Regions from separate parts of the Zea mays genome. Here region 2 is linked to region 1. A link is a contact called in public Hi-C data. All regions are on one chromosome and are shown on one strand. Each heading gives the region's core, a stretch centred on a gene start, on an enhancer-like site or on the middle of the called end of the contact. The rest is flanking DNA. Distances are from core to core; before and after follow the strand shown.

What was found. A called contact is a pair of places that touch in the nucleus more often than the background predicts.
Region 2: a contact with region 1 is called in a Hi-C map of leaf, with 2.0 times the contacts expected there. The contact joins the promoter of LOC100381466 here to the promoter of LOC103627097 in region 1. A contact is called at or near these places in 4 of 25 Hi-C or Micro-C datasets (leaf and tassel).

The regions. Positions count from the first base shown.
Region 1 is chr5:158,331,328-158,335,955 of Zm-B73-REFERENCE-NAM-5.0, forward strand. LOC103627097 (putative transcription factor bHLH041) reads right to left here and starts at 1,930. Exons shown (of 5, transcript NM_001370915.1): 1 at 1,738-1,930; 2 at 1,540-1,554; 3 at 585-1,421; 4 at 1-24. The coding sequence starts at 1,803.
Region 2 is chr5:158,478,963-158,483,590 of Zm-B73-REFERENCE-NAM-5.0, forward strand. LOC100381466 (putative elongation factor 1-gamma 2) reads right to left here and starts at 2,416. Exons shown (of 8, transcript NM_001361431.1): 1 at 2,317-2,416; 2 at 2,174-2,216; 3 at 966-1,115; 4 at 834-894; 5 at 694-746; 6 at 496-597; 7 at 1-420. The coding sequence starts at 2,182.

The sequences.
Region 1 (4,628 bases), core at 680-3,179:
GGCCAGCACAGTAGCCTTGTCTTTCTACATTGTCAGTAATGGAAATGCACATGCAAATCAGTGTATAATTAACATTGTGATTTAAGCTACCGTATTGTTTTGCTACAAGCTTAAGACTAGTACGCAGCTACGCATCAAAAGTATATAAGCTCAAATGGTCGTCGCCCAAATACTGAAGAAAATAAAATTTCACTAGTACACGTGCAATAGCTTGAGAGGCATTGCATAGGACGACTAAGGGTTTGTTCGGTTATTTTCAATCCATATGAATTATAGTGAATTGATATAGATTGAGAGAAATTTTGACTTACTAGGGATTGAAACCTCTCAATACCCCTCAATCCATATGGATTGGGGTAGAACCGAACAAGCCCTAACTGTGTAGTATTTCATGCATAGATAAAAGCAATAATTCTCAATTTAATTGAATAAAAATGGAGTTGATATATTATACAGTATAACGATATGTATTTATATATAATGATGATGCGTAATTAATCAACAAGCAAACCGTCTATAATTTTTTTTCCTGAAAGATGAATCAAGCAAGCAAGCCATCATCATGCTGTAATTGGGGAGTTTACCTTTGATCCCGGTGGGAGCAAGCCTCTAAGCGCCTCGAAGCTCTCGTTGAGCCTCTCCCGCCGCCGCCGCTCCGATATCATATGGTTGAGCTGGCTGCTCGTCGGCACGGCCGGCGACGACAGGTCATCCTCTCCCTCCTGGCCCCTCTGCGCCATCGTGGTGCCAGTGCGCTCCCGACTGAACCTGAGCATGTGCATCCTCCTCAGGATGGAGATGCCCATCTTGATCATGCGCTGCCCTGGGACGCCCGGTGGCCGCCACGGCGCCCTGGGCGCCAGCGCCGCGTTGTACGCCCGGAACGCCGTTGCCGCCCCACGACGCCGCCGCGCGCGGTGGTGCTTTCCCGGAGGAGGAGGTGCCGTGGCCGTGGACGGTGGAGTGGGGAGCGCCGAGGAAGACGAGGCGCCGGAGATGACGTCGATCATGGCCTGCGCCATCGCGGCGTCGTCGGTGTCGGCGCTCGGGAAACGGACGTGACCTGGGCCGTGCCGAGCGAAGGGGACGGGGAAGACCGGCGGGCGCGCGTGGGGCGGAGGAGGCGGTGGAACCGGCGGCGCCCGTCGCTCTACGGAGGAGGACGGCGTCGGCGTGGCGGCCATCGTGCGGGGAAGCGACGTCAAGGCATCGGCCGCCGGGCTGCCCACGGAGACGGACGGCGACGATGGCCGCGTCGGTGGCAGCTGGAGCAGTTCCTCCAGCAGCGACTGCTGGAAGAAGTCCTCCGAGAAAACCTGCTGCAAGGTCGACTCCAGGCTCATCGGAGACGTCCCGCTAGTTGGCGCCGTATACATGCCGATCTCGACCTCGCCGCTCTCGCATCCCATGAATGCCGCCATCTGCGCAAGCCAATTCCCCAAAAGTCGATGATCATGTGTATAGAGAAGTCATGTATATAGCTTTAATTTATTGCACGTTCGATGATCATGTGTAGTTACGGTGATGAAGAAAACAAACCTGAATGCCAGCTTCCTGCAACATCACAAGCAAGCGAGAATAAAGCAGCTCAGGATTAATTTGAGGACGATGAAGTGAAGCGAGGGAAACCAACAACAGCAAGAAGAAGGAGAAAGAAATCCAGAATCAAATGCGATAATATATATATAGAGTAGCACACAACAAGCTAGACGAAGGAGTGCAGATGCATGCACCGACCTGATAGAACTGTTGCTGCACTGGCAGCGACGCCGAGGTCGTGAGGTCGTGTGCCGGCAGCTCCATGTACGCGCGGCCGTCCTTGTACGCCCACCCCGGCACGCACCTGCGCGAGGAGCATAGGCAGAGATCGAATCATATCGCGCGCCATGGCCATGGCTGATGAGCGAAAGGAACGAAACCTCAAGTTGCATTGCCAATGGACGCCCGGTCCCCGCGACGTTGGGTCGTCGCCGCCGGCCGGCCGGCATGGATGGATGCATGGTAGATATAGTATATATGCATGCAACGCACCCGGAGACGGGTGCGCAAAGCGAGCCCCGGTAGGCGTCGAAGAGCGCGCGCAGGCGGTGGGCGTCGTCACCGAGGCTGGGCCGGCCGCCGTCGCAGAGCCATGCGTCGATGCAGCACAGCAGGCGGGCGCTGCGGGCAGGCAGGCAGGCAGGCATACGTAATAATGTCAATGCAATCCATGGCGAATCGCCCAATCGATCAATGCATGCATATGTGTAGGGTACGTACACGCGCGTACGGTACCTGGTGGTGGCAGCAGCTGCCGAGGAAGAGGATGAAGCTGGCCGATGGGGCTGGGAGGGGATGGCCGCCGCCCAGGCGCAGAGGTAGGCGCAGCCGGGGACGCGCGCCGCTGCCTGCTGGAGGATGCGCAGCCGGGACTCCTGGCCGAGCACGAAGAGGGTGTCCATACATCAGCCGGCGAGCTCAGGAGGGGGAGAGCTGCTGTTGTTGTACTCCATAGCTGTGGCCTGTGGCTGGCTGGCTGGCTTCCGTGGATGTCCGCGCTAGAGCTTGGCTTGGTGATCGAGTCGGTCGTCGCTGCCGCTGCTGTTTATATAGAAGTATACACGCATGACGCATGGTGGCTATGTGTGCAGATGTGTACGCGCGCGTGGGCGTGGGCCGGGCATGCATGAACTTGCGCCAGCCATCGTGTGGATGTGAGTGGAGCGGGAAAGTATAGCAGGACTGGGCGTGGACATGGACATGGACTAGTAGTGCGGCGGAGGGGGGAAGGTGAGGCTGGCGGTTGGCCTGGAGCTGGAGGCTACCTGCAGGCTGGACGACCTGGAGGAGGCTCCGGGGTTGAAAAGTACACTTGGGAGGGGGAGAAGACACCAGACACCACCAAACAGCAGGTCGTTCAATGGTCGACGCCTGAGTTGGCTTGGCTGGCGACTGAGATTGATGTGCTTCAAAAAGGGTCAAACAAGGTGGCACGGTCCACGGATCATCGATTGGGGTGGGGTGGGGGGCTTTTATTTAATTTCTAAAAACCCTTAACCTTCTCCTGTGTGCCTGCGTGCAACTTGTAACGCGGCATGCATGTGGACGATGATCTTCGACCTCGATCGGTTCATCATTAGCCCCTGCATCAGTCGTCGTAAAGACTTACACAGAGTAGTCCCTTATTAAGTTCCATTCTAAAACTATCATATAGTGCATTTCAATCTTCAAACTTTTCGTTTTAGCTCAACTTTTATCTCTCCTCCTACGTGGAACGTCATCAGTACGTGGTGCACGGTCGTGTCTAAAACCTCCTCTCAGCGGACATTAATAATTCTAATGTGTCTTGGCACCGTTTTATTTACGTATTGCTCAATTTTGTGGGAACAATAGCAACTGCTATGAACACAATTTTGTACTTTGAGAATACGTTGATGAATTATGATAACAGCAGATCTTCAATTTTTTTCCCTTACCTATTCTTAGCGTCAGGCCATCTGCAAATTAAATTAATTAGTTTTTTCCACAGGCTAAAAAATACATTAATTTTAACACTATGATTTTAAAAATAAAAATAGAATTGAGCTGATTTCTGTTACTCACTATATATATATATATATATATATATATATATATAGTTTATGTATTAGGAGCCCTGAGCTTCTAATAGCTGGGCGAAAGCCCTAACCTGATGCTACCAACCGGTTCAGTCGCACCAGGTCCGAAGCATCTATAAAAGAAGCTTCAGATCGCTAGGGTTCAGTTTTAGCGACGCCGACAGTTACGCTCTCACCCGAGAGGCGCGCACGACGGCGAATCAAGGGGACACCCTCGCGACGGTGGATCTGGGGGACACGCGCGCGGCGGCGGATCCCTAAGGCCAGCGCGCGACGATGGCCCCCCAGAGGTGTGCACGACAGCGAGGTGGGAGCGGTTGCGGCATCGGATCCCGAGGCCAAGCACGCGGCGGCGGCCCCATGAGGTGCGCACGACGGTGAGGTGGCAGCGGCCGTGGCGGTGGATCTCGGGGGGCACGAGCGCTACAGCGTCTCCATGAGGTGCACGCGGCAACGACTCCCTGAGGTGCGCACGACGGTGAGGTGGGAGCGGCTGCGGCGGCGCGACGGTGGATCTCGGGGGCACGTGAGCAACGACGGCACCCCTAAGGCGTGCATGACGGTGAGGTGGAAGCGACATATGCAACAGATCTCGGGATGCATGCGCGCGAGGGTCGACCCCTGAGCGCGTACGACTGCGATGTCATCCAAGGTGGGAGCGGCGATGGCGGACTTCCTAGGCGCGAGCGATGACGGCAGCCTCCCCTAGGCACGAAGTGGTGGCGCATCCCAGATGCGAGGCGGTGGTTCCGCAGGACGGCGGTCCTATTTTTATGCTATTTTGTACACATATTTATACCAATATCAATAGATTTTTATGACCTATATTTTAGTTTATGGCTCCGCTTCCATCTATTTGTCTGTTTATGATATTTCTATTTACACTTTACACAAACAATTTATTGATTTTATGCATTATCTCATTTACTTAATCCAGTGTGTATTGGGTTCCTACCATTTATGCCATATGTATAAGATATATTTACGACCCCACACATTTACGCAACAAAATAAAAATTTAGAAGAAGGTAA
Region 2 (4,628 bases), core at 1,166-3,665, 150 kb after region 1:
CTTGCTCGGAGGAAGCAAATCAAGGGGATTCTTTGGCTTAGGCTTTGGAGCCTCCTCTTCCTCTGCTGGTTTCTCAGCTTCCTTAGGCTTCGGGGCCTCCTTTTTGGCTTCCTTAGGCTTCTGCTCTTTGGCCGGAGCAATCTTCTTTGGAAGAAGTGGCACAGCTTCTGCCTGCTTCACGTCACCAATGACCTTTTTGAAGTTTGGCTGGTTAACCATGGTCCAGAAGTACCTCTCAATATGAGGGAACTCTGAGGTAAAACTCTTAGTCAAGATACGGCTAAAGCCCATATAAAGATTGCATGTCAGCACAATATCCGCAAGTGTCACTGAATGCCCAACAAGGAATGTGTTTGATGCAAGATGGGTGTTCAGGGAACCGAATGCTCTCTTCAAAGCAGCAATGGCTGATTCTTCTGTCTGTTGAGCAAATGAGAATATGAGACTACAATCAAGCTATTGAGAAAGAAGTGCTACCCACATGGCAATACATACCACAGCAGCATAGGGATAAAACCCCATACGTGGGTACAACCACTTTCCAATGCTGGCATCAACCTCTGTCGCAGCAAAGTCCATCCACTGCTCAATATGGGCCTGAAACAAGCACAGGTTCAAACGGACAGAAACATCTAAGCAAAAAAATTCAAGAAATATAAAATTAATTTGAATGAAATATTGAACATTACTCACATAATCAATCAGTGAAGATCCGTAAAGTGGGTTGTTAGCCTTCAAGCGAGTAACTTCAGGGAGATGACAGAATTCGGTGCTCAATCAAATAAATGCAAACAAAAGACTAAACAAACCAATTGTTGCAACATTTAAATTACCATATCTTGCTATTGCATTGCTCTCAAAGACAGGACCATCAGGTGTCTCCAGGACAGGAACCTGCAAAGAAGCGCCCAAATTACATCCTAGACTATTTATCACCATCTTAACATATACAGAATTTTTTATACCTTCCCAATAGGGTTCATCTTGAGGAACTCTGGTGTTTTGTTGGAAACCCCCATTTGAAAGTCTTTTACCAACTCAACCTTGATGCCGCTGTAATCCGCGGCAATTAGTGTTTTGAATGCATTTTTGTTACTACTGCCAGCATGCAGTACCTACACAGTGCAGAAGGTTTGGTCAGATGGCTACATACCGACACATAACATATCACAATCTGAAACATATATATATCAGAAAAACTAATAATATAAGTTGCAGAATCAATCAGACAATCAGAAAAAATTAAAGAAAAAGAAAAAAAACAATCTTTGATCTAGCACAACTGAAGCCAGTAAACAATTGGTGTCAACTGATAACAGTGTGGAATCATATGAAGAAGACCACAACTACATACTGATGCCTATCTCTAGTACAAAAGTTAGGAAAATATAAAGTCAAATGGGCTTGAAAAGTTGAATATGCCTTTTGTGCTCAGTCAGAAGAGTCAGAACTAAACTCTATTCTGCTTATCAGCTCAGGGAAAAGTTGAGTGAGTTTTTTATTGTATTGGAAACAACAAACATGTAACATGTTAACACAAAATTATAAGCTCAGAGCAAGAATTATATCGTCTATGACTTGATGCTCGTCAGCTTGCAGCATATTAATATACAAACATGTTAAAAGAAAACTACTATGCAAATCAGCATCAGAGACTACCTAATGTTAAAAGCAATGAATGCCTGGCTAAAAGAGTGGCAAAGACCGACCATATGTTTAAATAAAACCACTATGGAAATCACCTGTGAAACAGGAGGCGTCTGCTACGTCACAACTTCATTCTAATTATACCATCTGATGATGGGAATAAATGGGAGGTGATACCATTTTCATAACTTCAGTAAGCATCTAAATGAATTCAATCTCTAACGAGTCAAAATGGGCCAAGATGTAACTAACAAACAGGTAAGGCAAACAAGATAAGGGTAATCAACTATATCCATCCATGGACAATAATTTAGCGACCAAATCTTATGTTAATGTGAGATATAACATATATCCACGATGTAGGCTGCACAGTAGTAATCCACAGAAACCCGCGAATGGAAATTACAATAAAATAACCACGCTAATACAAGCTACTTAAACGCCCCTAGCATTTCGAAAATCTAAGAGCAACATACTACTTAAATAGGTACTTAAATAACTAGTGCTAGTTAGAAAAAACACTTACAAGCGCCATATCGATGAAAAGCTAGCTTCACTCGATCTCAGATCTGCATAACAGCAACAGAAGAAGAAGAAAATAAAATCAGCGAAATCAAACACGAGTAGAACACTATAAATCAAGACAATAACACGAATTTCTCTCGCTACATTTTCACCGCTACCAGCACCGCGAGATCGGGCGAGTAGCGCGCAGCAGGGGGGAGAGCGGAGGCGGAGTAGCCAAAAACCCTAGCGTTGCCGACGAGCCGTCTTATGGAGGCGCAGCTCGCAATACTTGGACCTCGTGCCTAAGGTTGCGCGCACGCGATCTCAGCCGTTGGATGTGGTATCCGAAAAAACTGATTGAACGGCTCGCATTGGCCCGAGATTCTGAGTCGAGCAAGGCCCACCAGAGTAGAAGCCCAAATTTCACTCAGAGTTGGCCTACTAAAGCCTCGCTTTCGCTTGGCAAGGGGCTATCAGCGTCCATCCATGTGGACTCAATTGGGCCTTGCCGTTTGTGTGTTTTTTTTTGGTCCCATAGCCAGTACGCGAGTGAGTAGTCTATGGTCTGGGCTTATTAAATAATGGGCTGAAATGAAGAGAAAGCTCACGAAACAAAAAAAAAACAATATTCCGCTCGTTGATCGATCAGTCGCGGTTTCTCTGCCGCGCCTCGCGGCGCCTGGCTCTCTGCGCCGCAAGAAGGAAGCAAGCGGGAGTCGTGTGCTGCTCACCACGTGTTCTTGTGTCCCAAAGAAATGAAAAATGTGTTTATGGCCTGATGCTAAAGAAACATGAGGCACATGAAGAATGTCCTCCAGGCATGTACGATTAGCATCACTTTCTATTTTGAGAATACGCGAGAGGGCAGCGTATCTTTGTAATCAAATAGAAAATAGTACTCTCTTAATTTTTTTATTTTGTCGCGTTTTAGTTATAAAATAAACTAGCGAACTACAAATATTTAAAAACCGAGAAAATAGTTTAGCTAAAAAATGGCAACTACAACGCATATGCCCGGATCAAAGATCCAAACAGATACACTGGGACTGAAGTTATCAGGCCGCCCTAAGTACAGGCTGATGAGGACCCAGTCGAGCTTTAGTTGTATAGTTCGCAAGGTGCTAGGACCCGAGTGGTGTCAGGTGCACCTCAGCCTCTCACCTTTCTCTCTTAATCGATTGGCAGTGTGGCCCTTCCAAAAAAAATTTGAAAAGGGAAATCTTGACGACTGATACATTCGTGCTTGGTAATAGATTTTTTTTCACACTAAGGGCTAGTTTGGATGTCTAAAACCAGAGAGAATTAGAGGAGCTAAAATCTCTTGCTTATTTAAAATTGAATAAGGAGGAAATTTGAATAAATATTAAATTTTAGCGCCTCCAATCCACTCCGGTTTTGTGCCTTCCAAACTAGTCCTAAGAGCTAATTTGGTGGGAAGAGAATTGAAGAGGGTCAATGGGGTAGAAATTCCCTTGCTAATCAAGTTTCCCGTGGAGCCCCTCCAATTTTCCTTCCACCAAATCAGCCATAATATAGTTTCAAACATCATCTGATCTGTCATTCATGTCTAACATAATCTCGAAATCTTGTGAGATGGCATTTAGTCCCCAAACAAGTGGATGTGGCTCAATCCTCCATCCTGCCCCTAGCCAACCTTATCCACTAGCTCGAAGTTAGCGTATTCTTATTCTTCTATACTTTTCTTGTTTCTTTAATAGCGTACTATTGTTTTAGGCATTTGCTGCAGCCACTTAGGGCATGCTTTGGTGATCACATCCTCGTCTTATGATATTTGTTTAAGTGAAAGATTTGAAGCCCCAAATTAGATCATATCTTCAAAAATGGCAATTTTCATTCTAGCTTTTTTTGTTGTTGTATTTTACTATGTGTTTTGATATGTCATAAATCTTTTAAAGAAACTTATCATTTGACCGTCCTCATTATAAAGGGTGAAGAGGACCACGACGCACACAAAAACTATCATAGACTACCAACGCCCATAGCCAAAGGACTAAACCATCCTCGTTAGGTTGTCTTTAGCGAAGCTTGTATATGGTCGTAAAAAAACCATATGTTATATTGTCCGTAGAGTGAACTTTAATATAAAATGTATGACTGTTGAAGACGGTCTAAAACTATTGCTCTTTCCTATTTAATACAACCCTCAACACACAAATTCCACATTGAATTAGCCCTTCTCTTTCGGCACCGCTCTATCTAGTTGCCATTCCCACTAATTTGCGGCGGAGTCGAAATTGATAGGGATGAGAGAGAGATGCTCCCTCCCACGGTCCCACCCTAGCACCTGCTTCCAATAAACTACAGCCGGAAAAGGACATAAAAGACAAAGACGGAGCCGTGTCTCTTGCCGTGGCCATCCTGTTTTTGCCAGGTTATCAGCTGTTAGGATTTTGTTTTGGATCAGCGCCCACGTTAATATAAGAACTCGCATCTATTTTTCTGCTTTTGCTTTC